Regions from separate parts of the Sorghum bicolor genome. Here region 2 is linked to region 1. The links are chromatin contacts, called in public HiCAR-type maps. All regions are on one chromosome and are shown on one strand. Each heading gives the region's core, a stretch centred on a gene start, on an enhancer-like site or on the middle of the called end of the contact. The rest is flanking DNA. Distances are from core to core; before and after follow the strand shown. Region 1 holds the start of LOC8079550. Region 2 holds the start of LOC8068453 (FGGY carbohydrate kinase domain-containing protein).

What was found. HiCAR-type assays count read pairs that join an accessible place to other places.
Region 2: a contact with region 1 is called in a HiCAR-type map of leaf, with 2.7 times the contacts expected there. The contact joins the promoter of LOC8068453 here to the promoter of LOC8079550 in region 1. A contact is called at or near these places in 1 of 4 Hi-C or Micro-C datasets (leaf mesophyll) and 1 of 1 datasets of contacts at active chromatin or transcription factors (leaf).

Annotation. Positions count from the first base shown.
Region 1 is chr6:57,568,900-57,572,975 of Sorghum_bicolor_NCBIv3, reverse strand. It overlaps LOC8079550, which reads left to right and starts at 1,291. Exons shown (of 2, transcript XM_002448568.2): 1 at 1,291-1,757; 2 at 1,858-2,256. The coding sequence starts at 1,362. The coding sequence ends at 1,971.
Region 2 is chr6:57,640,489-57,644,514 of Sorghum_bicolor_NCBIv3, reverse strand. It overlaps LOC8068453 (FGGY carbohydrate kinase domain-containing protein), which reads right to left and starts at 1,476. Exons shown (of 17, transcript XM_002447145.2): 1 at 1,357-1,476; 2 at 1,053-1,186; 3 at 276-440. The coding sequence starts at 342. LOC110436355 (a long non-coding RNA gene) reads left to right here and starts at 2,194. Exons shown (of 7, transcript XR_002454247.1): 1 at 2,194-3,733; 2 at 3,815-4,026.

The DNA of each region.
Region 1 (4,076 bases), core at 42-2,541:
ACTGACGCGAACGACGACGGCGACGAATGACGAACGTGGCCTGGGCTGGGCGGTGACAGGCGCGAAGGCCTGGGCTGGGCGGCAACTGGCGGCGACCTGGCCTGAGCGGCGACTGGCACGCACGACGTACGTCAAAATGGCGCGAAGGAAAAAAAATCGCGCGGGCGCGATTGGTGAAAAAAAAATCAGGGGTAGAGTTCACACTTTGGGTTTGCCAAGTCTAAATGCAAAGTCCCTTGGAGTTAGACTATTTTTAGACTTTGCAAATGAGTTTGGGACTTTGCAAACAACACTAAATGCAAAATTCATTTACAAAGTCCTTAGAGATGCTTATCAGGGACACCAAAAAGAAATAAAGAATTATATAAATCCTAATTTCTGTTGGCCCGAGTATCGGTGACTTGGTGTATCTCTCGTGTTAGCACTCGGGTTTCGGTTAGCGTTTAATAATTTCGAGCAATTGAGATGGATGGATAAAAACCGGAAGAATGCCTTTTCCTGGATTTGGCAAATTAGTAGCAGTTATGAATTTTTTGGTTTGCTCTTTCATCTACACCTTCATCTTGTGAAATCACCATCTGGGTGATGCTCTTCATAATGTAAATTCTCTAAGGGCCATTTGGGGCCATATATAATAAAATTCAGGTGGCGCCTCCCTCCGGTGACCATTAAAAAAATAAAAACCGGAAGAAAAAAACTTGCGCGGAGGAGGAAAAACCTACGAGGCGATGGATGGATAAAAACTGGGAAAATAAATCACGTGTTGATGGGATAAATTCCTGCTTTTAGTTTTGCCGGTTAGAGATATATTGATTATATATAAGAAAAAAAACTAAATACCGTCTTTCTGTAAAGATTTTACGTGCACCGCTAGTTCGTGGGCCTAGCCTGAGCCCGATGGATTTTGGCCCGTTCATGAACCTGGCCTGGGCATAGATCTTGCTGTTCAGAAAATTTCTTTCTTTGCCCGAACCCAGTTCAAAATACTATTTTTTAGCTATAAAACACGGGTGACCCACCTAAGCTCGAGCTTGGCCCGAAACAGGCCTGACTTATCTAGTAGAATAGTTATGAGTGGGATTTCCTCGACCTGAAAGAACCGGGGTTTTTTTTGCATGGCCTGAACCTGGTCTAATCCGCAAAATGCTCAGGTCTAACTATGAGTAGATTTTGTTTATTTTTATTTACAACTTTAGAAAAGGTTTAAAGTATATATCTATCTCTATCCCTAGGAATATCTCTAGTTGTAGTTGTAGTCTACCTCGTAGAGAACCGATCGTACATAAATCTCAACAAAACTCCAACATCAAGAAGCTCCGATCCCGGCATCTAGAGCGGCCACAGCAACAGCAGCAAAGGCAATGGATCCGCACGGGGAAAAGGAGGAGAACAACTGCCAAGAATCGGCTTCGGCGGCGGATCAGCGCGAAGAGACTGCGGCGGCGGAGGGCGAGGACACGTCGTCCGAGGAATCCATGGATCAGCGCGAGGAGGACGGGTATAAAGCCGACGATTCGACGGGCCTGCTCGAGGACGACGTGGTGGGCTCTGAAGCAGCCTCGCCGCCGCCACCCTTTGCGCACCCGTGGTCGCTGCTCCGCGCCTGCGCTGGCTGCCTGGGCCTGCTCGGCTGTTGCCGTGACCAGAAGCCGTCGGCTGCCGTTGCTGCTGCAACTGAAGCCGCCACAGTGACGGCGGCGCAGGCGAGATCGTCCGAAGAAAAAGAGTCCGGCGGCGAGGAGGCGGCGAAGGATAACGTAAGTGGATCGCACAGTTGGTTTGCCGATCGGTAACCGACTAACCGATCGATGTTCATTGACTAGCTCAAGTGAATATGCATAGCCGCCGCCGCCGCAGGGTTTCTACATGCAGGAGGTGATCACCCGCGTGTGGGCGGTGGCGGTGAGGACGCCGCGGCCACCGGACCACGCGAGAGAAGGGAGCGGTGGTCATGGAGGCGCACACCACTAGGACTCTGACTCGCGCATGGGTTTTCTACATGCATCTATCTTGGCTCACGGCGACTGCGTTGCGCCTGCATAAAAGTATTTTGCCCGTCAGAGATGCATGAGAGATCTACGGCTGTCTATAGCACGCCTTCAAACTTGGTACAAATGTGCCTGTGCTTGTGGCTCTGAAGTCTGATGTGCAATTTACGTAGGCTTCTCTGATGTGAACTTCAAACAAGACTATTCGAAGTAGTGATTTGTGGTACGGTGTTTAAGACGTTATTATTATATAAGCTGCAGCACCCAGCCCCAGGGGTTCAAATTTGGTAACTAATGAGGTCTTCGGTTTACTTTTTGTTGCTGAGGTGCATGTAAATGTTCGACCTATTTTAGGGAATCTTTTGAGGTACAGATAATGAGTAGTAGATCTATTTTTCAAGGTATAGATGATGACCGTCAGCGTAAGCGGGTCTTGTGTGGCGCTGGCCGTCGCACGCCGGTCCACCAGAGGCTCGGTTCCATAGTGTTGCCCACCTCCTGTTGGCGGATCTCGGATTCCAACGTTGATGGATGGTGCGAGACTCTGCTGAGAGCGCAGATCCCTGGTGGGGGCGCTGGCATTCCACATGCTTCGACTCCTAGAGGTGGATGGGGTGTGCGCGATCAGCCCCCCAAACCACAGATCCTGGAGGAGTGGCACAACAAATGTTTCAATTGCCTCTCCATGTCCCACCGTGTGTCAACCTACAGGCTGCCGTGGTGTCGTGGATTCCAGCACCTTGCCTGTGATTGCATGTGGTCACACACCGCATCTCGGTCTCCCGGGGGGCTTCTATGTGGTTGTCCGAGTGTCGTCCGACATCATAGCCTAAGAAGTCCAAGTTCGGTGGTAATGGCATCGACGGTGTTGTTGGTGCGGGTGCAACGCTGGGCTAGAGGTGGAACGGAACCTTGCAACACTGCAGCCACACATCGACAATCACTCTAGGACAAGATCTTGAGGCCTTCGTCGTGTCCAGGCCACAGTTGGGCGACATCCCTTGGGACCCCATGTTCTATGAGTAGGGTGGATGTCAATGCCAGTGTCACTAGCCATTGACTTGCATGGATGCACAGAGTTGATGGGCACTTGGAGCCAGAGTTTGCAGTGGACCATTGCTCTGAGGTTTCACACTGGACCTTCGATCCTATGCTGGTGAAGTGGAGGCCTATCTAACTGAAAGGCCACCTCCTTGCTCTTCTTCGGACAACGGTGTCGCACAACCATGCTCGCAACCGTTGGCACCACTAAAGGTGAAGACATCTGCAACGCATGCTAATGACATGGATGGGTCTCCTGAGGCTATGCCTCGGCGTCACTCTGTCTTCTCATCGCCATCGTCTTCTCTTCATTATAGTGGCCATCTCGGGGCCAAGTCCCACTCATGTGCCATAGACACCCCCATGCATCAGTTGCCTCAGGTGGGCCTTGCCCTAGGCAGAGAATTATGGATGTTCAACAAGCTTTGGTTTGTGACATTCCATACATGATTGAGGTTAGAGTCTGTTTGGCCTTCCAAACTCCCGTGCTTCAGGGAAAACATATCCTTAGGGTTGTTTGGGCCCAACCTAGTGTCAGTTCGCCTAGAAGAAGTGTTTGCTTAGCTACTAAGCCTTGAATGCTTCCGAGCCCATCGACACTGCAGAGACACAAAAGTTGGAGTCTATCTTTGCTGAGTCGCTTTCGGAGTCCAAGCATGAGGCTTTCAAGGTCCTTTTCCGGGACGACGCATTCCTGAATGACTTTGTCCCAAAGGTTGATGGGCTCCTCCCACAAATGCGTTAAGGAGTTAACGCAGTCATCAGTTGAGGATGACCGGTGAGGATGGCGATGACGAGCAGATGGTGAGGATGGCCGGTGAGGATGGCGGTGACAAGCAAACTGGTAAAGATGATGGTCGTCAAAGATGATGGTCGTCAGCTTGGTGCAGAGAGCTTAGAGGTAGAAGCGCTTCTTCGAGCGGCCATGAGCGTGACCGGCGGCCACCGACAGGACCAGGAATCCAAAGGCGACCTAAAGCGTGGCGTTCAAGGTGCCATTCGGAGGCGACCTAAGGCACAACATTCCAGGTTCGAGGTGTGATCCTA
Region 2 (4,026 bases), core at 227-2,726, 71 kb before region 1:
ATCCTAGATTACTCTGTTGGAGTAACTAACAACAAGCTTTCTCTCAAGAACTGAAGAACGACCATTTATTCATCAGTGGACAACCAATAACCTTGGACTCCAAATACCCCTAGAAAGCAGCAAATTACTCAGATTTATACATCCAACTTGAGGAAAAGTTAATCATACTAGCATACTGATCTAATTTAATAATAAAACAGCGAAAGTTACAAAAATGGAGAGAAATCCTCAAAAGAAAAGGAGGATACTTTTAAGTTGAGAATCGAGGGGCGAACCTGCACGAGCGCTGCCAGTACCAACATCGACACCAAGGAACACAGAGGCGGCACTGCCGCGGGGCATGGTGGCATCCACGGGCTGGTGGGACGGCAGTGGCAGACAAGCAGAGCAGGGGAGCGGTCAGAGTTCGTGGCCAAGGGTGCCCACGTGGGTGTGGCCTACTGTTCACCGTCAGAAAACATATAACGAGGAAAAAAGTTAGGGCTTGTTTGACAGGGCTTAGGCCTTAGCGAGACTTCAGCTCTACTACTGTAGTATGATGTAGCAAGAGTCGATAAAAAGCCCAAAATATCTGGCTTCCTCTGCTCCCGCCTATCCCCCATTTCATTTTGTGTTGCTAGGAACCGGAGCTGTCACTGCTATGCGATATTGGCAAGAGCAGGTGAAATCAAAGACCCCTAAGCTGTATCAAACAAGCCCTTGGTGAACACTACTGAGGGGGTGATCTAATAGAAAAGGGCTCCACAAGTTCAGAGTTCATGGCCATGATTGATCTGTATGAAATTTTACTCCCAAACTCAGCTAGGCCATCTTGTAGGACAATATAACCATCAGTCCATCACAACAGAGTTTTAGAAACCTTTTAGGTTTATTTTGTCACGTGAAGTATATTTCGCAAGAAACTATTGCTATTTCAAAGTTTGTGCGTTGCTTAGGACTGGTACAGATTTAGTTTCGCTAGTCGCCACACTAATACGACAAAGGAAATACTTGGTCAGGTATTGCGAGCTCAGTGCAGTTGAGCAGCTCGTTTGGGATTAGCGTTTACATACCTCGGGCTTGGCCTTGGGAAATTCAGACTTGGGGTTGGGCGCTGCAGTGCCGCAGCCGTATGCCGTGATTTCGCCACTCCATCTCAGCGGCAACGGGAGGAGATGACCGAGGTGCCGGTACTGCAGCACGCAAACTGGAAGAGGGATTAGAGATTGGGAGGGAAAAGAAGAGCGCCAGAGGCGGGGAGGAGTGGTGCTCATGCGTGTGCCGCAGAGTTGCGTCCGATCTGGCCGGCCGGCCGGCCGGCCCAGGTGGCGCTCGGGGTCGGGGGGAACGAAGAGGACAGAGGGGGGAGGTGCTCACCAGGATCGAGATCGCGTGCTGCCACGTCCCCGGGCGACCAGCCGCCGGTGACCCGTGGCCCTCCAGGTCTGATGTGGCCGGTCGACTGACTTGAGAACGAGAGCGGTGAAGACAGCAGACAGAAGAGACAGGAATACAGGATAGGATAGCGGGTTTTTTTAGCTCCTTTGGGCTGGGCCTCTGGTCCTTCTTTTTTTTTGAAGGGATGGGCCTCTGGTCCTGCGTACGCCGCAGGCCCGCAACTAGCATGACCATGAGCAAATTGTGCTTGGGTGCCCATCAAACACGTTTATTTCTCTCCTTTAAAATCTTCCAGCAGCATACCAGCTGACCTTTGTGTGTGATTATTTTTGGAGTCGTAGCTTCCCATGGCTGAATCCAGCTAAATACCACCATGGAGCAGGGATCTGTTATCTGTATCTACGGCAATTTATCCGCCGCTGAGCCACCTGATACCATTATACCAAACCCCTCGCGCAAAAGCAGTCAAGCAGAATCTAGCAAAGTACAGTTTCAGTTCAGGGTTTGTTCGTACTTATGCCAAATTTATGATCTGTTCATACATCCTGCTGGCCATTTATATATTATGTTGGAACACGCAAGTACAGACCAAATGTTACTTCAAGAAATACCGATTAGATCTAGTTAACCCCTAGAATACCCGTGCGGCTCCTCCAAGGAACCACCGGCCACGTCTCCTAAAAAGTTTTCAGCCATTTGATTTCTTATATCCTGTGGTTCACAAAGGTTGTAGCTGATTCAGGTGATTTTGTCATGAGCTGGTTCCTGCTTATGGCTGATCTTTACAGCTTCCGCTGCGTAGCTGCCCAGTCAAATATATATGTCTGGCTTCCTGGCTTCTCACCCTCCTTCCCGATACTTCTCGTCTCCTTCCCGACTCTTCCGTCTCCAGCATCGCGCCGAGGCCGCGCTCGGTAGTGCCGTCGTCGTTCCCCACCTTCGTCGTCGCTGCCGACCATCGTGACGCCCTCTCCGGTCCTGGGACGGCACAAACCCAACCTAGGGTTTCGGCCCTTCATCAGGTGGCAGCTGCAGCACCGACGACCCACGACCCCCTCCTTTCTCCTCCACCCCACGCGGCCTAGCCCTGTGACATGGCTCCTCGCAGAGCGTGACGCGGGTGGTGTGGGTCCTGCGCGGCGGCGCGACATGGGCGGACACCGTTGTTGCCCACGGTTGCCTCCCTCCACGTGAGCTCCTGCACACAGGCAGCGCGGCTCTCCTCTCCCTCGATCCATCCACTCGCTGGTTTACTCTTCCTCTCTTTCCCTTCCTCCCTCCTTTCCTTCCCCCTCTCTCCTGATGTGGGATATCACCGTAGATGTGGTGTTTTCATTCTATTCTCGCACCAATCTACACATGGTTATTGTTAATTGTTGTTGTTATCCCCTACAAACCCGTGCAGCTCCTCCAAAGAACCCCTGGCCACGTCTCCTCAAATGTTTTCAGCACTTTGATTTGCTATCCTCTGGTTGATAAACGCTGCAGCTGATTCAGCTGATTTCGTTACCAAATACCTCCTCCTGTGATTTCTAATGCTTCTTTGGGTTTACTTCCTAGCTATGCTTAATTTTTACAGCTTCCACTGTAAGTCCTGAACTCTGAGCACATGACCATGGCACTAATATTGGTTTCACACTATCTGCACTGCAGTACTGATGTTTTTGGGTTCATTGTTTGCATTTTAGCCATGTGTGATGATGAGTATGATTTAGATCTACAATTGAGGGAATGGGCTACTGCTATGATAATTGCACCATAAATTAGGTTTATTTGTGTTCCATGTAATGATCATTATGTACCTTTCCATAGGTTACATCTTGATGTCTTTAGATGCCTGAGGCAATGCTCATGACCTAAGATCACTCTTCCTCTTACATCTTTTTTCTATATCGACAACTTAGGCAATCACCATGGTCAGTGTTGGTGCTATTTTTGCCAACTCTTTCTAGCTGTCCCATGATAGCAGAGGCAATGGTCAATTGGTTGTCTATGTTTTCTTGCATCTATTCCTGCCTCATCTGTTTTGTCACATACTATGCGGCTGAAATTTGCTCTTGGTTATGAGATCTGAGGTTGTGTTGCCATTGCCTGTGATAATTTTTTTGCTTTGCCTGTTTGTTACGTATGAGCATTGCCTGTGATGACATACTATTTCTTCTGAGCACATGCCCTATCCCAATGATTACATTGGCATACACTTTGGTTGTGTGCAATCACTTTCTGTTTATCTATTTCTTTGATTTCTTCGGGTATGAATCTTGTGCTTGCTTGTGCTCTACTTGCTTTTATCTTCGCCCAATTAATGTTTTTGTTGATATTTTTGGGAGCAATTGTGATGCTTGGCTGGTACTTGGTAAGATTTCTTTGCTTATTGTGGGTACCAACAGCAGCATGCACGCAGTGGTGGACTAAATTCAAAGTGTTCCCTTTTCAGGTCCCTATGTTCGTACTCAGGTACCTGAATGATTTAGGCTTTTGGAATTGATGGTATGCTCCCTGTTCATGTCCTTCACTTCTAACAGGAAAAAAGTTGCCATGATTTCCTATTGTGGTGAAACTATTTACCAAAGTAAATAATATTTTATTTAGTTCTATACAGCAAGCATGCCTACTGTGATATTGAGACAATCAGTTATGAAGCTACAT